Linked DNA regions of Mus musculus: regions 1, 3, 4, 5, 6 and 7 are each linked to region 2. Evidence: chromatin contacts called from public ChIA-PET, Hi-C, Micro-C and promoter capture Hi-C data. All regions are on one chromosome and are shown on one strand. The core of a region is the stretch at or near the end of the contact, and the rest is flanking DNA. Distances in the headings are between cores, read along the strand shown. Region 1 holds the start of 2200002D01Rik (RIKEN cDNA 2200002D01 gene). Region 2 holds the start of Samd4b (sterile alpha motif domain containing 4B). Region 3 holds the start of Map3k10 (mitogen-activated protein kinase kinase kinase 10). Region 4 overlaps Ryr1 (ryanodine receptor 1, skeletal muscle). Region 5 holds the start of Blvrb (biliverdin reductase B (flavin reductase (NADPH))). Region 6 holds the start of Zfp607a (zinc finger protein 607A). Region 7 holds the start of Pld3 (phospholipase D family, member 3).

Region 1 (2,700 bases), core at 183-2,682, 810 kb after region 2:
GGCCATGCTCTTCAGGCCGGGATCTACAATTCTTAGCCTCTCTTCTGGCCTTTGCCTCTGCAAAGGTTTGCTCACAGGGCTTGGGGGAGGTAGCTATTCAAAAGACCCTTCTAGGAACACAAACTGGAGGCCACAGAGGGGCAGGGACTCATCCCGAGCTGCCTGGCACTTACGGGACCCCCACTTTACCCTTACCACCCAGATCCGGACACTGCGGCTCAAGATCCTGGCCCAGGCAGCGGCCGAAGGAGTGCCAGTGCGTGGGGCGCGGAACCAGCTGCGCATGTACCTGACTATGGCAGTGGCAGCTGCGCAGCCGGTACTCATGTACTGGCTCACCTTCCACCTTGTACGGTGAGCTGCGGCCTGGCCTCCAGCTCCCACACTCATCTCGCTTGACCAGGGCTCCCGCCCTCCAGGCCCGCGCCCTCCTTCCTAGCCAAGGTGCTCATGTCGCCTACTGCACACCCGCAACAATAAACCTGATGGGCTCGGCGCAGCCTCCACTTCTGACCGGCAGAGGGCGCTGGGGAGCGGAAAGGGCTGCAAGTTTAATAAGTCAATGGGGGGCCTTCTTCTCCTTCTTCTCCTTCTCCTTCTTCTCCTTCTTCTCCTTCTTCTCCATCTTCTCCTTCTTCACCTTGGGTTTCTTGGCCTTGTCTGAGGAGCGTTCATGCTTCTTGCAGCCAGCGGCATACTCCTGGAGAGCCAAGGACGGTGGGTAGGAGAGGAGGTGGCCCGGTTGAAAGCTGTACTGGACCCGCCCCACTCACCTCGGCAAGGAGCCTAACGTGACCCTGACCGCAGCGGGGCCTGGGTCTGAGGTGCGAGAGGACACACTGGGAGAGGGACCGTCTCTTACCTTCCCCTCTGCCTCTGAGTCGCTGGAGCTGCTACTGCTGCTGGAGTCGGAGGAGCTGCCAGAGACACGCTAGATGGGGGTTGGGGAGGGAGTGGTTACAGTGAGGACAGGGACCCACTCGAGCAGCTTCCAACCCAAACTGGAAGGCTGATGTGTGGCCGAGGACCAAGGACGGAAGCCAGTTCTCATCTCGGGCCCTCGGGACTCGGTGCCGGTGATGAAGTGACTTACCCTCGGCTTGTGAGCAGCGCCTGCCTCTGGCCCGCCCGGCGCTTTAAGAGGACAGTGTTTGGGGTCTCCCACATGGCCTGCCCCCTCTGGCTTCTTAGAACCAGGGCCCAGGGCTGCGGAGGAGAGGGGAGTTACATGGTTATGTAGGCGACGTAGCTTCCCTTCAGTATTCCCAGGCTCTGAGTCTGGCCCCTTACACAGCAAATCCACCACTCCCCGGGGAACTTACCTGCGGCCAAGTCAAACTCCATGGCGGTGACCAGTCTGGATGGCCGGAAACTTTAGGCAGAGCCTAGGGCAGGGGGTGGGACTGCACGACCTGCCCATCTCAGGAATTCCGCGAAGCCTCACCCTCCGGACCTTTGTCCCTCAGCTCCCTGGCCCTGACTCACTGCACTGGCGCTCCCGGCTCCACCCAGACTTTCCTAAGTGGGAAGTGGGGTTAGAAGTGGCTGTAGGTGTCTGGGAGAAAGGGGGTGAGACTAGTCATCAGTTGGTCCCTTTGCGGGGGTACTTGCTTCCGGAAAGCCGTTCCGTACACTGAACAAAGTTAAAGTGCATTCTGGGAGCAACGAGGTCTGGTTCTCAGCTCCTCCGAGCTGAGATAAGTAGTGTCTGAAGAATTTGGTGGCCAGACTAGTGCGCCCTGGCGGCAGCTGAAAAGCACCAGCAAAGTTGTACCCTGGGGTGGTGGGGTTGAATTCCTAGGCTGGTGCTTGGCAGAGTGCATGGTGGTGAAATGTGTTGCGTTGTTTGGGTAAAGGCAGGTGTCTTAATTTGGGCTGTTAAACATAACAGATTAGTGCTTAAGCAGCAGTTTACCTCATAGTCGGCAAGGCTCGGGGCTGGAAGCTAGGCATAGGCAGGGAGAGAGCCCCAGTACAGAGATGGTCTGCTTCCTGCTTCTAGTCTTGGCTCTCCATGTCTGAATATAAGACCTCCAATTTGGGATATGGCTTCACCATGTGACTTTCGGGAACATCAACATTAGTTCTAAGCTAGGTACTGTAAGCCCACTGCTCAGGAGACTGGGGCAGGGGGATTGAAGACTCTATCATAGCCTGGGCTACACAGCATAAGAGTGCTGGGCTTGGTGACACACACCTTTAATTCTAACACTCAGGAGGCAGAGGCAAGTTGAGTTCAAGGCCAGCCTGGCCTTACAGAGTGAGTTCTGTGCCACCCAGCAATATACCTGACTCAAGAAAATAAGGAGGCTGGTGAGGTGGCTCATTGTGTAGAATTGCCAGGTTAATGAGGTGAATCTAATCACCCGGAACCACCTAAGAGAACTCACGCCTGCACACCGTCTTTGGACTTCCACAGGTGCACATCCAGGCACGTGCACACAAAACAAAACACCCACCTGTATATTCCAAAAGTGAGCGCCCACCTCTCAGCAGGAACAGGTGGCTACTTCAAGGATCAAGGTGGCCATGTGCCACCTTGGATGCCTGCTTAATGTCCATTTGCAGAAATGCCTGCACTGGTCATGCAGGCTCCACGCGTGTCATTCCAGCACATACTTGGTGCTTCCCATTACCTGAAAAACTTTATTTTTAAATGTGTGTGTGTGTGTTTGTGGAGGCCTGCTGCTGTCTGTGGAA
Region 2 (2,700 bases), core at 55-2,554:
TCCTGAAAGCTGTAGCTTAGAGGGGTGTTTCAGTATTGTAAGGAAGAGTGTCAGAAAGTTTACCAAAGGCTAGAAAGGGAGTTTCAAATTTTCAGGTTATCCAAGAAAAGTTTGAGAAGAATAGAGGCTATGAGGAAACTTTTTTGGAGTCCGTACACTATTCTTAAAACATGTGGTGTGTGTTACTGGAAAGGATTTGGGATACAGAAGACAGGCTTTGGAAGAGGTTTTGGGAATATGAGAGGAACTCTGGAGATTTTCAAGATTAGAAGGTGTAGAGGCTGAGGAGAAAAGGGCTGGGGTACATGAGATTACCTCTAGAGCATTCCAAGCTGGGGAATATTTGTGTAACATGAGTTTGGAAATCTATAGAAGGGTCTAAGAAATATGAGAAGAGGACAGGGCGTATATAGGAGGTGGAAGCAAAGAGAGGAGAGGAGAGGGTCCTCTAGGTGAGTTTTGGCATCTAAGAGCACTTCCTGAGTATCTGAGGACGACTGTTCTGGGATATGCAAGCTCTTTAAGGATGATGTAGTGTTCACCAGGGACATCCTGAAGAATTTGGGGATAAGAGTGAAAATCTCTAAGACTTTTGGAATGGGGAGAGGTAGAAGGGTAAATTCTTGGGGGTATTTGAAGAAGTCTGAAGGAGAGATGACTTGAATATGTGATGCAGATGGGGGGGGGGTTAGATGCAGAGAGTATCTGGGGGCGGTTTAGGGGCTTTAAGGTTCTTCCTGGGGGAGATGCCTGGAATATCTGTGCTGTGAAGACAGATGACGAGTAGCCACCAAGGAATGTGTTGCGATTCAGGAGGAAGATGTGAGGAGAGAACCAAGGACCAAAGGGCGGGGATCCACAGGGAGCGTCCCCAGAGGAGGCAGTTGAAAGCTGAGGGTGGTCTCCGGGGAGGCCGCTGGAGTCGTGCGGGAGGACCAGGCAGATGTGTGCCGAGTCAGGACAGAAGTCCCCGGGCCCGGCCCCTCGGCTAGCCCCAGGGCGTGACGGTTTGGGAGGGAAACTGAGGAAGGGGCCCGGGTAGGGAGAAACGGGCTGAGTGCGGAACCCTAAGGGGTCCTCCAGGATCCTCCGGCCTCCCGAGGCCCGAGTCAGCCGCCCGCCGCAGCCCGCGGCGCGGGGTCCCTGAGGGGGCGGGGCCGGCCGCGCGGCCTGGGTCGCCCTGAGGGGAGCGCCGCGCGCCTCGACCGCCGCCGCCCCGCGCCCGCCGGCCCGGCCTTGCCCGAGACTCACCGCCTCGGCCTCCGCCGCCGCCGCCGCCACCCGCACCTCCTCGGGCAGCCGCCGCCACCCGCGCCGCTGCCGCCGCCGCCGCCGCCGCCGTCGCCCCCTCTCTGGCCCGAGAGCTCCCCTCCCTCCTCCCGCACCGACCACCGCCGCCGCCGCCGCCGCCGCCGTCGCGCTGCGTCACCGCGCCGTGCGTCACCGCCCCTGGCCCCGCCCCGGAGGGCCACTGTGCGCCAGCATTAGCTCACACCCTATTGACAGACGGTGAGCCCAGCCAACTGGCGGCGAGGGCAGACCGAAGGGTGGGAGGTGTGCGGCAAGAAAGGCGGGGTCTTGGCCTGGAGGGGAGCGACAGGGCTGGAAGGAGGCCTGAGAGGCCCGCCCCCTCCTCACTACGATTGGTCTGACGAGAAGGTGACGGACAGACGGACAGGCCCCGGGCGGAGAGCAGAGGGCCGGGAAGAGGAGGGGCGCGCGCCGCGTTGCCCCGGGCAACGGTCTGGCGAAGCCCGCGATTGGACCTACGGACCCGCAGGGGGCAGTCTCGCGCCGGTCTAACTCAGTAGCGGCGAACCCAGTCACAATTCCTCATTCTGGCGTTCAAGGACCCCCTCCTCTCCGCCCCTCGGTCACACCCCGCCCAGGGTTTGTGTCCGGTAGTACCATCGCCCTTTGGGATGACAATGCTGCCTCCTGGCTCCTGGTATCGATCGGCCGCGCCTCAAGTGACACCTCAAGATGAGCGAGGTCGACCCTTTAAGGGTGGAAAGAGATAAGACCCCACACATAAGAGGCTGTCAATAAATGGAGATTGCTTCCATCACTCTTGTCGTGATCTTAGTCCATCCACAAACTGTCCTGCGCTGGGGTGAACTGACTGGAAAGGGGCCGGCTCTCCAGAAGGGTGACAGCAACGTGGCTTGTTCCGAGAACTCCAAGAAATACAGTCAGGGTGGAGTGTCGAATTTACGACAGGGAGTGGTAGGAAATGAGCTGCGGCTAGATGTTTGGCCACTGGAGGGAGTATGCACTTGTGCTAAAGGCACAGCGACTAGAGTGACGGGGCCAGTAAGGTCTTGGGGACTTGGGAGTTTGGAAGGGACGCCTCTAGCTTACATAGGGAAGTGGGGTGAGAAGGAATGAGACACAGAAGAGAGAACCCAGGGAGCTACCTGGGGAGTTGGGGCGGGGTTGCATCTGGAAGGGACCTTGGGGAGGGAGGAGGTGCGAAGTAGGCGGGACACTCAGGTGGCCCATTGAACTAGCCTTTTGCCACTGGCTGGCCACAGGGCGGAAGAGAAAAGTCCAGGACAAAGCCCTCTGGGAGATTGGGTCCCAGAGGAGAAGCTCAATGTGGGACAGCCAACACTGAGGTCAAGACCATTGCCCCACCTCGGGCACAAATTGAGGCTGGAGACCAGGATTTAAGGATCATTAGAGATGGTAATTGAGGTT
Region 3 (2,700 bases), core at 92-2,591, 760 kb before region 2:
TGCCCCATGCAGTGCCATCTGCTGTCCATTGCCCTTTCCAACGATCTGGGCTTGGCCTCATAAGATTCAGCGGAAGAGTTTTGGGAGAGAGGATACCACTTACTGTTGATGGACTTGAGGTCCCGGTGAATGATGGGCACAGGGGCATCATTGTGTAGATAGTTCATGCCCCGAGCCACCTGCACAGCCCAGTTGACCAGCACATGAGGGGGGACCCGGCGACCTGCCAGTACCCTGCTCAATGCACCTCCCCGAGCATATTCCATCACCAGGCAGAGGTTTGGGGGGCTGAGGCAGGCGCCCCTCAGGGCAATGATGTTGGGGTGCTGCAGGGCTCCAAAGAGCCGGGCCTCCTGGCGGACCTGCTCCGCTGTCACTGCCGGGTCCCGTTCAGGGTCCAGCCGAGCGGCCTTGACCGCTACTTCCTCTCCACGCCATACGGCGCGATAGACTTTGCCAAAGCCCCCGACACCGATGATCTCCTCCAGCTGCAGCTCGTGGAAGGGGATCTCCTGTGGCAGCTGGAGGTCTGAGGGTGCGGCGGGTGCAGCGGGGGCCACGTAGTTGCTGGGGAAGACGCCCACACGGCCGCTGGGCAGCTGCCCTGTCCACCAGCCCTCATCTCCAGACACCGCACAGTCCTGGGAAAGCACCTGGACGCGGTCGCCTCTCCGCAGGGTCAGCTCCTCGTCGCCCACCGCCTCGTAGTCGAACACGGCGGTCCACACTGGCCCCGCGGGGGTCGCGCCCCACTCTCTGGCCGCCGCCCCCTCCTCCTCCTCCATGGGGGAGGGGCCGGGGGCTGCGGGAGGCCGCTTCACGCAGGCTGCCCGCGGAATGCTGAGCGCGGGGCCGGGAGGCCGGGATGGGAGACAGTCCCTGCGGACCCCGGGGGGCTCCTGGGGACCATAGCTGGGGGAGGGGCCTCCGCTGGAGCGAAGGAATTAAAAAGAAAAAAAACCCCAAAAACCTAAAAAACACCTTTTTCAAACGATAGGACCGATCCCTCGGATTTGGCTGTGCAGGAGAGGCGTTAGGTTCACCTGTCCCCAACGATGTCAGGGCGCAGGGAGGGCCGGGTCGAGCGGGGCCCGCCGGCGGAGGCCGAGGCCGAGGGCAGCAAGCGGCCGCCCCTCCCCGCGCCTCTCACCCCGCGCAGCTCCACCGGCGGCCCCCGGCTCCGCATCCTCAGCCACGACCGCAGGGCCGGGCAGGGATGGCGGCGCCCCGGGGGCGGCCGCCCCGGGATGGGGTGGCGCGCCCCTCGGCCTCCTCACGCGAGGAACGCGTGGGCGGCCCCCATCCTCCTCAGCCGGCTCCTGGTCGGCCCCCTAAGTCCCTCTCCCCGCCGGGGCTCTTGGCGGTGTCCAGTGACGTGTTTATGCTGCCGCCGCGATGCCGCCTGGGAGTTGTAGTCCCAAGCTGCGAGGCCTTGGGTTCGTCCCAGGCTACATGAGCCCTGGTCCTTAGGCCCTATCTCCTATCAGGGCGAATGAACCAACGCTTTCTACAAGCCCTGCAGGAGACCCGTTCATGTTGGAGTTCACGGTAACTGACTCATTTAGCCAAGGGAAACATAGGAGCTGAATGAATGGAGATTACGGACCGATACTCCTAAAGCGGTTCGGACAAGGTTCGCAGGATAGTCTCTAGGGTCCCTGGCTGGAAGTGCATGCTGGGAAATGTAGTTCGTTCGTGGACCATTGCGCTCCTTGAACCACCTGCTTCAGAGAGCAATGGGTGACTGGAGCAAGTTAACGCACAGACTTGTGCTGCCTCTTTGGGCAGGAGCAGGCTGGAGGGCGAAGTGTACTGTCTCGAAGATTTCATAGCCAGATTTGCTTGCCTCACCAGCTATGGGATCACTGGCATCTGCAGTAAGAACTTGTCTATACTCTTCTGCCTCCTATAATGAGCTTCAGTTTGGAGAGAGGGGGCTGAAAGGAGGGGTTTCCGGGGGTGGGGGCTTTGCTCAGATGATGTCATTAAATCTTCACGAAGAGCCTCATTTACAGGTGACTCAGAGAAACAAACTCACTTTGTTCAAGATTGCTAAATTATAAATGGCAAAGCAAGAGTCAAGGGCAGTTTAAAAGAAATTGAAAAATTGAAAAACAAACACTGTCAGTGATCGTATTTTTAAATTGTGTGTGTGTGTGTGTGCGCGCGCGCGTGCGTGCGTGCACGCACCCAAAGAGGGCGTTGGATCTCCTGGAAACTTCAGTCACAGGCGGTTGTGAGCCACCCCATGTGGGTGCTGGGGACCCAAATTCAGGTTCTCCGCAAAAGCAGCATATGCCCTTTAGAGCTGACCCATCTTTGCCCCCTACGGTAACTAAGATTCTGGTTGAGTTTATTTGTGGGACAGGCAAAGAACTGACTGAGAGGGACAAAGGTGTGCGTGTGTGGAGCTTTATTGAGGCAAGCTGACAATCGCTGAGTTGGGAGTCGTTACAAGGGCTCTGTGTTTAGCATTTTATAAGACTTATGGGTCCTCTCATCTTAACATTTTGCCTAGGCATTTGTCCTTCTAACCTTTCTCTAAGGAAGGAAACAACCCTGGCAGGAAGGCCGTTTCTCTACCTGCCTATATATTTTTCTAACTTATCCTCAGCACCATGTTTTTAGAATGCTGCCTTTCTATGTATAGAATGCAGAAGGTGAGTCCTGTATAACGTCAGTGGCTTGTCCAAGAACTAT
Region 4 (2,700 bases), core at 174-2,673, 590 kb after region 2:
GAAGGTGTATACAGCCCCATAGAGGATTTTCAGGGTACCAAGGCTTCATGAACACGCAAGGCCTACTGACCTGGGGCATCTCCCACTGGGCACGGTTGGTCTCTGAGATCTCAAAATAGATCCGTTCTATGCGACGCGATGCGCCCATGATTTCGATGCGGCCCAGGTAAGGCCGGAAGTACTCCAGGATGCTCTCAGCCAGCTCCAGGAAGTTGCGCAGGCGCGGGTCGTGGGGCACATGCTCTGACAGGTTGGTAAGCAGCACCGCCACGTTGAAGCCAATGTCCCGTGCTGGTTCCTGGAAGCGGTTCGCAAACTCTTCGCAGTTGATCATCTCATTCTCATCTGCTTCGGAACACGAGAGCAGGAACTGGATCTCTGGGCCAGTGAACTGCTTCTGGCTGTCCATGGCCTGTGGAGGTGGGTGGGAGAGGTGAGAGAGAGGGGGAGGGAAAGGAAGAGGGGGAGCAGGGAAGGAAAAGGGGAGGGAGGGGGGATGAGGGGGAGGAGAGAGAGGGAGTGAATTCAAGGGCCTCAGCATCAGTAACAACTACTTGCAAAAGTTTGGGTGTACTGTTCTAATCCCAGCACCTGAGAAGCAGAGGCAGCGATCTCTGTGAGTTGTTCGAGGCCAGCCGGGTTCAGGGCCAGTCTCCATGAGAGTTCCAGGCCAGCCTGGTCTACATAGTGAGTTCCAGGACAGCCAGGATGACATAGTAAGACTTTGTTTCAAGAACAATCACAACAACAACAACAACACAATAAAATCCCACAAAATAAGACAAAAGGCTCCGTTGGTCGGATGCTTGCCTCAGATGCCAGATGCGTGATGGGTTTGCAGTGCTGTATAAACAGGTGTGGAGGTCCGTGCCTCTGATCCCAAAACAGAAACGTAAAAGGCCGCCATGCTCTTGGTAAAATAATGGTATTTGTTTTGTTTTATTGTTGGTGTTGGTTTTTCCAGATAGGATTACTCTGTGTAGCCCTGGCTGCCCTGGAACTTGCTTTGTAGACCAGGCTGGCCTCAAACTCATAGAAATCCGCCTGTCTCTGCCTCTTAGTTACTGGGATTAAAGGCGTGCGCCACCGCTCCCAGGTAATAATGGTGAGTTTTTTTAAATTAAAAAATAATTTTGATCCTGCTTTTTTGAGACAGGGTTTATGTAGCCTTGGCTGCCTGGGAACCCATTATTGTAGACCAGGCCTGCATCTAACTACAGACCTGCCTCTGCCCCCTGAGTGCTGGGATCAAAGGCATTTGCCACAATGTTAGCTTCTTGTTGTTTGTTATCTTTTGTCTTGTCTTGTTTCCTTTCTTTTGCTTTTTTTTTTTTTTTTTTAAGACAAAGTGTCATGTAGGCCAGGCTGGCCTGAAACTCACTACATAGCCAAAGCTGACCTTAAATTCCAATCTTCCTGCCTCAGCCTTCTGAGTGCTGGGATTACACGCATGCAGCACCATGCCCAGTTTAGGCAATTCTGGGACCAAACCCAGGGCAAAACAAAACAAAGACAAAAAAACCACCAAAAACCAAAACAAAATTTCAAGAGGCAATTCAATTCTGACTTTAGCTATGCAACAGTCCTCAGCCTTCTGTTTATACTGAAAGATGCTGGTCATATTTTACTAGGTGGGCTTCCAGCTTGACTTACAGATGGGCTGCAGAATGCAGACAGAGAGATGCAGCTCTGGGGTATAAACAGAAGCGAAATTTCCTGGCTCCGGGCTGTCCTTTGTGAAAAGCCAAGGGCTTTGCAAAATGCTTTCTAAATGAGTAACAGGCTTTGCAAATCATGAAAGGCTCTAAAACCACAGAGCAAGGGGACTCAGTCACACAGGAACTTCTCATCATGCACCCTGCCGCATCCTCCGTCCCGTGATGAGTGGCACCTGCCTCACACAGGGCCCCAGGGATCATCATACACATGTGCCTTCTTTTGTAACACCTTCTCTGGCCACTGTTAGTCAACCTGCTTCGCAGGAGTCACCTTCACATCCAGACCTGGAACGGCTGGAGTGGGGTGGGGTGGGCGGGTCTGAGAGCTGCATCTTTTTTTGCTTTCCACCTCCCATGAGATAACACTGGGATCTCAGGCTCCAATGTCACGGTGCACATATGATTGCCAGGTGTCCCATCTGGGCTCTGACCACATTCCAGAATCTTGACCCATGTGACATTTGATACATTTTGTCTTTACTATGTATGTAGCCTCGGCTAGCCTGCAACTTTTTATCCAGGCTGGCCCTGGATTCTTGACAACCCTCTTGTTTCTACCTCCAGAGTGCTGGGATTACAGGCATGGAGGATCACATTTGAATCCAGAAGTGAACTTTAGAAGGCAAACTGCCCCAGCTCCCCAGCCTTATGCATTTCAAAAGTGGCAGCCCCCATCCACCCAACATGCCTAAGTTAAAATCTCTGAGTCATATCTGCTTGCTGTCTCTTGTCTTATTGCCCACATCAGATTCCTCAGCAGAACTCTCAGCTCTGCTTTCAGAACAGATGCAGGGCCCATTCGTGTCTTCTCTCTCCCTGTGGTCCCGCGTCCTCTGTCTCCCACCATCACAGGGGACTCCCCGAGGCACCCCTATCTCTACGCAAAGTGGGAGGGACTCTGAAAAAACCTGCTCCAGGTCTGAGCCCTCTGCTCAGAACCTCCCTTGACTGCGTACCATACACATTAAATGCCAAAGCCCAC
Region 5 (2,700 bases), core at 66-2,565, 990 kb before region 2:
CCGCCCCGCCGCCCGCGCTGTCACACACCGGGCCACGCGTGTGATGCACAGCCGCGCTCGCGAGCGCTCGAGGCAGCGTCACACACTCCCACACTGCCACTCACACACCGGGCCCCTGGCAACGTCATACACACTCTCTCCACATGCACACTCTCATGGTGTCACTCCTTCGTAAGGGGTCAGTCAGGGTCAAACCTTCTAACTGTCTGTCACACGCAGTCACTTGCAATGTTTTCCTCTCTGGAATGTGTCCTGCAGGGTCATTCACTGTGACACACTCTGATATAGCCACCACTGACAGTGACACTCAGATATCACCAGTAGTTACCAATACAGTAAATAGTGCCCTGCAGGATCGTACATACATTGTTACTCAAATACTGCCACCACCACAATAAGGGTCACATGAAATCACTTGAACAGTATCACAGGATGGAATAGTGCTCTGCAGGACCACGCACTGTGACACACTCACATACAGCCACCACCACCAATAGCACATACAGTCAGGCATGTCACACACCTCCAAGGTGTCACAGAGTATCTACGCTCACACAACACAAAGTTCACAATCGCATAGTCTTACACGCTTAAAATGTCACACCAGTTGCCTAGGCACAAAAGATGACACACCCTGTGTTGCTACACACCCATACATCAGAGCCTCAACAAGACACAAAAGGAATCTCAGTTGATGTCACACACAGTCACACATAAATGGGATCATATCACGCACCCATGTGGTGTCCCAAACCTTCCCAATCCGAAAGTATCACACTCCATTACAGCTTACCATATCACACAGGCTGAGTACCCCTCACAGTATCACCCCCATGGACGCCAAATAACATTAATGATCTCTATACACAACTCACATTGCAACACAAGGAATGAAACCGGGTGTCGCCCACAACCATGCTGTCCCTTGTGGTCACTGAGGGTCACACAGGCACAAAATCACCCCACACACCCCTCTTGCTTGTTGGGAGGACGCTTTGGTAGAGGGAAGTACCATCTCAGAGCCTGTCTGTAAGGGGGCGTGAGCAAAGAGAGCACGGTGGGCGTAACGCCCCGGCCGGCCCCGCCCCGCTCAGCCCCGCCCACTAAGGGTGGCTGTCTCTAGTAGGCAGAGCGCTAAGTGACAAACTGCTCTAGCACCGCCCACTCCCTTCCCTAGAAGGGGCGTGGCTTCTACGTCTAAGCGCCTATCGGAGAAGGGGCTCTGGAAATGCAATTTGACTCCTCCGCCTACTCATGCTCTTTCCAGCGGGAGGCGTGGTCGCCTCGGTCCCGCCCTTTGAACCCAAATTAGGAGGGTGAGGCGGAGGCTGGAACCTTGTCTGGTCCCGCCCCCTCCTTCTGGGTCGAGGAGGACCCGCAGCGCGCCTCCTCGCAGCCACTGTGTTCCCGCGCGTCCTCGGAGTTCTCAGCTTTTCCGGCCCTGGACCCCGCAGCATGACTGTCAAGAAGATCGCGATCTTCGGTGCCACCGGCAGGACCGGGCTCACCACACTGGCGCAGGCGGTGCAAGCAGGCAGGAGCCGGGGCGGGTGGGGGAAGTCATGAACACCGGGCGGAGTTTTGGGAAAAGTCGTCCTGGGGGCCGGGCGGAGACCACACGGGGCGGTGTGTGCCCCAGCCTGTGGGCCAGCAAGTGGTCACGGGGGCACAAATGGAGGACTCTGACATTCAGCGTTATGTGGGTTCAAGGCGTAAAGGAATTAACTGTGGGAACCTGGAGGACTCCTCTGACAGTTCTATGCAAACCAGGGGTTCTTATGAAATGTCGTAACTGTGGTGGTGGTCCTAGTTAGCACACCCAGAAAGGGTTTTCTGAGCCAGGACTAGCTTGGCATCCAGCCAGCCGGGCCATCTCCTTACACGTGTTAAAATTCTGGTGACCCTCATTTGGAATGGGAACTAGTGTGTTACCCCACTTGACACATAAGAAAACTGAGGCGGAGAGGACTTGCTGGTACATGGCTGTGTCGGGATTTGAACTCCGGTCCGTGGTCTTAAGCACTAAAAAACTGTCTGCAGGCTCATAGTTTGGTCACTGGAACAGAAAATCGAAAAGGTTAGGCAGCAACTTACTTCAAAGAGAATGGAGGTGATCACCCTATAAGAGAGGGGCAGTCCAAGAACTGAAGTCCTGGGAAGGACATTGAGCTTTGGGGCCTCCCGAGGGGAGGGCGCAGGATCCCCCATCATCCCCTGGCTCCTCAGTCTAGAAGTTAACTCTGGACCAGACGTGAAAGTTCCAGATAAAGAGCCACACCCTTGCTAGCCTTGGCGATTCTTAAGATATTGACTATCAGAGTGCCCCAAAAGGGTGGAGGCCACAAAGAGCCCAGTCCCTGCTGGTTCCCAGCACAGCTCCTGCTTTGGGTGAGGCTTTTTCTAGAAGTTCCATCCCCCCGCCCCCCATGGGCTATCCTTTCCCCCAGGGACTTAATGAGGGCCTTAATTCGTGGCAAAGGAGAGCGCCCTGGGCCTCCCAGAGAAAACAAACTACAGGCTGGCTGTGGTGGTGTAGACCTGTAATTTCCCCCACCCCTGGAGAGGCAGAGGTAGGAGACTCAGGAGATCAAACCTATCCTTGGCTGCGCAGCAAGTTCAAGGCCATCGTGGGCAACCTTAGACCCTATGTCAAAACAACAAAACAAAAGCAAGCTGCTGATAAATCATTTCTAGGGAGGA
Region 6 (2,700 bases), core at 192-2,691, 580 kb before region 2:
AATTTACATTTTACTGCGGTTACTTTTATTACTAGCGTGGTCTAGTCTCGTCAACATTTGTTTACTCACATTCTGGAAAATTCGTGTAAATACAGGAGACAACAAAAGTAGTTTTGAAAGTTCAATAGTGTCACGTTACAATAAATAGGGTTTTCTAAAAACACGTGTATGTTTTTGTTTAGGCTACCTGGACATGCTAGTCCTTCATCCACTCAGTCCAACATGATGTAAGTGACTGCCTAATGGGCACAGCTCTGTTGATGCATACCGATCTGGCTCTCACTCACATTCTCCCGTCTAGATAACAGATGCTATGGTCTGACTCCCCTGCTCCCCAGCATAGCTGCAGCCATTCTGTTCTATGCCTGCCAGCTATTTCACAGTGTTGCTGTAACATGCCTGCCAGTCACTGACATAGAGAAGTGACTGAGCTCAGGGACACGCTGGCCACATACCCTGTTTTGTTCTGTGTGCTCTCAATGATCTGTATGAGGTTTGCTTATCTTATTTCACAAAGCTGTATGTAGGACCCATTGAATCAAAGGTAAATAGCAACTGTTATGTCTAAAATATCTTGAGTAAAGCTGACCACTGGGCAGCTCTTCCTGTACCTGCATATGAGCTCAGTGTTTTTTTTTTTTTTTTTTTTTTTTTTTTTTTTTTTTTTTTTTTTGGGGCTGACATTGAAGAATGCTGCTAATAAGCCAAAAAGTTTTAATACTCATGTTCTGTTATCTCACTGTTCTGAAATTCCCCAGTTCACCACCCATCCACCCCCCACCTTACTCAGGTCCTATCAGCTTAAAGGTTGCTAAAAATATACTTTGCCTAGGAAGCCAACAGCTCCCCTCCCTGCCCTTTAAACGTTTGAACCTGGTTTCTCATATAAAAAGCCTACCCTGAGAGCAGACCAGTACTACAATTAGGCTCCCGAGTCCTTTTTGCAGTCCTGAACTCCAGTATTATGGTACGTGTTTAATACACTAGTCTTGCTTAACTGAGATTGGTGTATGTATATAAGGTTTGAGTGGCGACTTCCTGAACTCCAACACAGCGACAATGAACCCTGGGAGTGTCTAGAACTTCTGTTTCTCTCTGAAATCGCTAAACTACCCACGTTCAAACCCAACAATTCTTTAGTTCAGTCTTTTCCAATTTACCATAGTCCCCACCAGAGCACAGCGAGGTGGAATCCCACTCAGTCTCAAGCAAAGATACAGCCAATTACAGCCTGATTTGATCTTACTTCTTTTGAACTTTAAAACTTCAGTTTGTCTGTCAGCTCCACAGGAGAGAAAATCAGTTACTAGTAGAACCCGGAACTATTTTGATCACAGGAGGGAGCCTCCCCTTTAAAGTCGGGGAGTACCCCCCTCCCCCTGGGAACTCTCACAAGCCACAGGACGCAGCTCTCAAATGGGCTGGGCCAAGTTGCATGCTGGGATCTCTCTGGAGCCCTGGGCTTCTCGGATCTCCGGTAGCGAGGGCTGTAGTTTTCAGGGCCACCATGGCAAGAAGTAGTGGATAGGCTCTGGGTGTCCTGGTGCCGCTAATGCGGAAAGTCCGATCTTTCTGGTCGGAGGAAGAAATCTCTAGTTGGCTTCGGTCTCCACGTAAGGCGGGAACCAGCCGGCTGGGTGTGGATGTGGACCGCGGTGTGGGGTGGTTGTGTATTTATGTGTGGGGGGACGGTGCTGCTGCAGGTGGTGGTGGTGGTGGTGGTGGTGGTGGTGTGTGTGTGTGTCTGTCTGTCCGAGTGTGCACACTTTGAGCTCTCTGCATTATCTCTGTCACCCAGTGTCACCCGGCTTGTTGCTCTCTGCTCCTACTTTCTCCCCTGGCCACAGGGGCTGAAGCAGAGGACCAAGCTTCTGAGAGAAGAGTCCGCACTGAAGGGAAGCTTTCCCTGAGGCCCAGAGTTGAGCATGGGAGGAGCATTTCAGGCCGGAAGAGTCTCCAGGGTTGCTTAAGAGAGCAGGCAGCTACTTGTTGAGCCCCAGGACTTTCCCAGAGCCCTATCCTAGCCACGTGAGTGTTGACAGAGTAGCAGAAAGTGCTCCCTGAGGATGCTCTCAGATATAGTCTGGGATCTCGCGCTTATTCAGGCTCCGTGCCTCAGCCATTACAAAGGAGGGCTGAAGTAGAATAAGGACTTTATTGCTGCACATCAAAGATTAAAGAATGAGCTTGTGCTTTGTTTGAAAATGAGGTTTTAGTTTTAGAATATGGAATTGTCAGTAACTGAAGGAGGGACAGGCAAATTGATACCTCCACCATTGTGTCCCTTACATTGTCCCTTCCCTTTCCACTTAGTATTCGCATTATCCTTCCAATGACATCCCTTGACATCGTCTCTCTACAATCACTTCTTTTTCTGAACAAATTATAGATAGGAGTCTCCAGAGGTTAGCGTTAGGGCTTTTACATCCCGATCTGTTAAATTGGCGCCTATTTCAATGGCATCACTCATCCTATCTTTACAGGCCTGCCTCTCAAAGCAGCAGAAAACTGCAGGTGGTTGACTATGTCTGTTCACCATTTCAGCTGGGAAAGTGATAGCACTGAATTTGGCATCTTTGAGAGCTAGTGATTTTCTGAGTGTGTGTGTGTGTGTGTGTGTGTGTGTGTGTGTGTGTAATGGGTAACACTGGCCAGATCCAGATGAGCAATGCCGTCCGTGGCTGATAGTGGGTGTGGATC
Region 7 (2,700 bases), core at 90-2,589, 880 kb before region 2:
AGAGATCCTCCTGCTTTAGCTCCTGGACATTGGGTTTACAGACACACAAACCTGTTGGCTACTGTGCATTTTACAAATGGGAAAGCAGGAATTGGAGAGGCATGGTTTGGTGGCCTGGGTTTCCCACAGGTTTAGGGGTGAAGCTGGGACCCTGGGATACCATAGAATACCATATAATATCCCACACCATGGAAATATGTGAAACGTGTACCCACAGAGGAGGGAAAGCTATAAGGCTGGGTGGCTCCTTGTGGGTAATGCTGAATACAGATGTGTTAGTGGAGAGATGGAGACACCAGGGCGATTTGAGGGTAATCTAAGGGGAGATGGAAACAGGAAGTACAAGAATAACTGGTATGAAGAGATTTAGGGGAAATGGGGGTTTCATGAAGGAGATGTGTGGGTGACTAAGACAATGATGACAGAGAGACCGGCTCATCAGTGCTTGCAATCCCCACACTCAGGAGGCTGAGCAATTGGATCTAAAATTCAAGGCCAGCCTGAGTTGCACTGGTGACTGAATGCTAATCTCCCGCACAGGTACCCAGTGCTAACAAAGATGGAAGAGTGACCAGCGGAGCACTGGGGACAGCAGGGGCGTGTCTGAGCTGACATACTTTGAGGTTACAAGGAGACCCTGTCACATAAAAAGAGAAAACTGAGCATATAAGGCCAATCAGGGCTTAAGGGGAATGAAAATGAATAAAAAGGACAATGTTTGTGCTGAAGAGATGGTGCAGCAGTTAAAAGCACTTGTTGCTCTTCCAAAGGACCTGAACTAGAAAACCCAGCATTCACATGGGATGGCTCACAACCATTCGTAACTACAAATCCAGGGAATTAGACATCTTCTGATCTCCTCGGGTAAATGCAGTCACAGATACTCAATTAATTGTAAACAAACAAAAAAACAAAAATTACTTCTTAAAGGAGGGGGCGATGTGAGAGAGGTCATGGCGTCAGAAGGGGAGGGGTGGTGACGATTTAAGTGGGGTATGATTTAAGAGAAGGGATGAGGGCACCTAAGTGGGCCAAGGACGATATAGAAGAGATGCATTATAGACGAGAGGGTGACACAGGGAGGGCAGCCAAGGTGTCGCGCACCAGATCGCACAGTACCTGCACGTCAGAGTCTTCTACTCCAGAACCTAGCCCCGCCTTCCCGCCCACCTGTGCGCAGGCGCAGTCGCGCTAGACTGCGGGCAGGGTGGGGGCTAGACTTGATCCTTTCTGATTGGCGGCGTTCTTCGCGACCGAGGCTCTGTGTTGTCATGTGATGGTCGCCGCCCCACACTCTCTTGCTGGTTGGAGGCTAGGAGGGCTAGAGCGGCTGGTGGAAGGTGCAGTCTGGCTTCCGGTATCAAGGGCAGGACTTCCGGGGCGGGCGGCCCAGGCCGAGGGAGGAGTGTCTGACAGTTGGCGCGACCCGGAGGGCGGGCGGGCGCCTCGTGGGGGTGCGGGCCCCAGAGTGCCAGGTGAGGTGCGGGACTGGGACGGAGGAGGTTAGGGATGGAGATACGGGGTGGCCGGGGGTCTGGACTTCCCGCGCAGCCCATACTGTACGATCAGATAAATGATTTCTCTTTCTGAGCCTCAGTTTCCTCTTCTGTACAATGGGGGCCCAGAAGCTGACCGTAGAACCCGTGTAATGGGACGTCAGGTCGTGCACACCCGTTCTGCTCTCAGAGCTCTCCATGTTACTCTTCCATCCTCGTTAGCACTGATGATGGGTACCCGCGCGGGAGCTGCCCGAGCTAGCAGGCCAGCGGGTTTGGGTTCTAATCCCAGCTTCCCTTTGCAAGAACTGGGCCTGTGTCATTACCTTTCTGAGCCCAAGTTTTCTCTGTTTAGTGAAAACCGATAATCTCAGGCTCCTATGTTCGTCGTGTGGATCCTGATGAATGTCTTTGGCATACCAACAGCTCGGTGGATCGGGATTGTAGCTGAGAGTTCTAACAACATAGAGGAGGGAAGCCCAAAGGAAGCAAAACAACAGTCAAGAAGATTGTTTGCCTCTTTCCTGAGTCCTGAAATAGCGATTTAAAATAATGACTAATGCATGTTCCTCAATTTAAAAGGGGGCATTTTGCATTGTTATCCTAGCCAGGAGAAGGGAACCTTAACTTGAAATACAATAGAAATAGAACATTCCTCTTCATTTGTGGGCAGTAAATGAAAGATACTTGAAAAGTTGTTTTGTTTGTGTGTTTGTTTGTTTATTTACTTATTTATTATTTTTGAAGCTGGGTCTCTGTTTGTAGCTCTTTCTGTCGTGGAACTCACTACATAGACCAGGTTGGCTTTGAACTCACAGATAAACTGCCTGCCTCTGCCCCTCTACCCAGTGCTGGGATTAAAAGCCTCTGCTATCATGCCAGGGTGGCTAAATAGTCTTATATACTTGGTTTCCACCTCACATCTGCATGCAACTTACATTAGGTCTACAACTGTCCCAGTCTGTCACTAGTTTAGTTCAGATTTAATGAATACCTGTCAGACGTAGTTGTAGGAACTTTGAGTTTGCTGTTTTAACCCCTCTAATATATATATTTTTTAATTTTAAATGACATGTTTTATTACACTGTATGTAAAACCAGAGGATAGCTTGGCCTGGTGGCCTTTACCTACTTAGCCTACTTATCTCTCTGCCCCTCCCCACCTGCCGCCCCCCCCCCCCCCAGGAGAAAAGCAGAGGTACTT

Evidence for each region. Promoter capture Hi-C pulls out the DNA fragments that hold promoters and counts their contacts. A called contact is a pair of places that touch in the nucleus more often than the background predicts. ChIA-PET counts read pairs in DNA pulled down with a chosen protein or histone mark.
Region 1: a contact with region 2 is called in a promoter capture Hi-C map of erythroid cells, with 10 times the contacts expected there. The contact joins the promoter of 2200002D01Rik here to the promoter of Samd4b in region 2. A contact is called at or near these places in 1 of 39 promoter capture datasets (erythroid cells) and 3 of 115 datasets of contacts at active chromatin or transcription factors (bone marrow-derived macrophages, microglia and pancreatic cancer cells).
Region 3: a Micro-C map of embryonic stem cells shows a contact between it and region 2, with 16 times the contacts expected there. The contact joins the promoter of Map3k10 here to the promoter of Samd4b in region 2. A contact is called at or near these places in 1 of 484 Hi-C or Micro-C datasets (embryonic stem cells), 1 of 115 datasets of contacts at active chromatin or transcription factors (memory CD8 T cells) and 1 of 9 other capture datasets (adipose tissue).
Region 4: a contact with region 2 is called in an RNA polymerase II ChIA-PET map of memory CD8 T cells, with 11 read pairs. The contact joins the enhancer-like site here to the promoter of Samd4b in region 2. A contact is called at or near these places in 1 of 39 promoter capture datasets (hippocampal neurons), 1 of 15 datasets of contacts at CTCF or cohesin (the NIH/3T3 cell line), 3 of 484 Hi-C or Micro-C datasets (cortical neurons, palatal mesenchyme and pro-B cells), 4 of 115 datasets of contacts at active chromatin or transcription factors (embryonic midbrain, embryonic stem cells, large pre-B cells and 1 more) and 1 of 9 other capture datasets (adipose tissue).
Region 5: a Hi-C map of B cells shows a contact between it and region 2, with 7 read pairs. The contact joins the promoter of Blvrb here to the promoter of Samd4b in region 2. A contact is called at or near these places in 1 of 39 promoter capture datasets (pre-B cells) and 1 of 484 Hi-C or Micro-C datasets (B cells).
Region 6: an RNA polymerase II ChIA-PET map of memory CD8 T cells shows a contact between it and region 2, with 5 read pairs. The contact joins the promoter of Zfp607a here to the promoter of Samd4b in region 2. A contact is called at or near these places in 2 of 39 promoter capture datasets (liver and pre-B cells) and 2 of 115 datasets of contacts at active chromatin or transcription factors (memory CD8 T cells and microglia).
Region 7: a promoter capture Hi-C map of embryonic stem cells shows a contact between it and region 2, with 2.8 times the contacts expected there. The contact joins the promoter of Pld3 here to the promoter of Samd4b in region 2. A contact is called at or near these places in 2 of 39 promoter capture datasets (embryonic stem cells and liver), 2 of 115 datasets of contacts at active chromatin or transcription factors (bone marrow-derived macrophages and stem cell-derived neural progenitor cells) and 1 of 9 other capture datasets (adipose tissue).

The regions. Positions count from the first base shown.
Region 1 is chr7:29,247,035-29,249,734 of GRCm38.p6, forward strand. 2200002D01Rik (RIKEN cDNA 2200002D01 gene) reads right to left here and starts at 1,433. Exons shown (of 4, transcript NM_028179.1): 1 at 1,323-1,433; 2 at 1,094-1,206; 3 at 863-931; 4 at 487-700. The coding sequence starts at 1,344. The coding sequence ends at 560. Yif1b (Yip1 interacting factor homolog B (S. cerevisiae)) reads left to right here. Exons shown (of 8, transcript NM_001110201.1): 8 at 203-498. The coding sequence ends at 358.
Region 2 is chr7:28,434,887-28,437,586 of GRCm38.p6, forward strand. It overlaps Samd4b (sterile alpha motif domain containing 4B), which reads right to left and starts at 1,305. Exons shown (of 13, transcript NM_175021.3): 1 at 1,252-1,305. It also overlaps a transcript of Gmfg not described here.
Region 3 is chr7:27,673,240-27,675,939 of GRCm38.p6, forward strand. It overlaps Map3k10 (mitogen-activated protein kinase kinase kinase 10), which reads right to left and starts at 1,342. Exons shown (of 10, transcript NM_001290528.1): 1 at 104-1,342. The coding sequence starts at 785. It also overlaps a transcript of Zfp607b not described here.
Region 4 is chr7:29,023,933-29,026,632 of GRCm38.p6, forward strand. Ryr1 (ryanodine receptor 1, skeletal muscle) reads right to left here. Exons shown (of 106, transcript NM_009109.2): 90 at 71-412. Among named protein-coding and RNA genes, the nearest start is that of Gm38979, 4.3 kb to the right of the region's middle. Within about 2 kb of position 1,424, at least 70 of the 459 cell types and tissues checked have an H3K27ac peak or open chromatin away from gene starts, as enhancers often do. A contact at or near this core is called in the NIH/3T3 cell line, memory CD8 T cells and pro-B cells, where this site is marked.
Region 5 is chr7:27,446,663-27,449,362 of GRCm38.p6, forward strand. Blvrb (biliverdin reductase B (flavin reductase (NADPH))) reads left to right here and starts at 1,316. Exons shown (of 5, transcript NM_144923.3): 1 at 1,316-1,534. The coding sequence starts at 1,456. It also overlaps a transcript of Sptbn4 not described here.
Region 6 is chr7:27,859,144-27,861,843 of GRCm38.p6, forward strand. It overlaps Zfp607a (zinc finger protein 607A), which reads left to right and starts at 1,442. Exons shown (of 5, transcript NM_001024726.2): 1 at 1,442-1,613.
Region 7 is chr7:27,551,879-27,554,578 of GRCm38.p6, forward strand. It overlaps Pld3 (phospholipase D family, member 3), which reads right to left and starts at 1,340. Exons shown (of 14, transcript NM_011116.2): 1 at 1,120-1,340. 2310022A10Rik (RIKEN cDNA 2310022A10 gene) reads left to right here and starts at 1,412. Exons shown (of 10, transcript NM_175107.5): 1 at 1,412-1,475.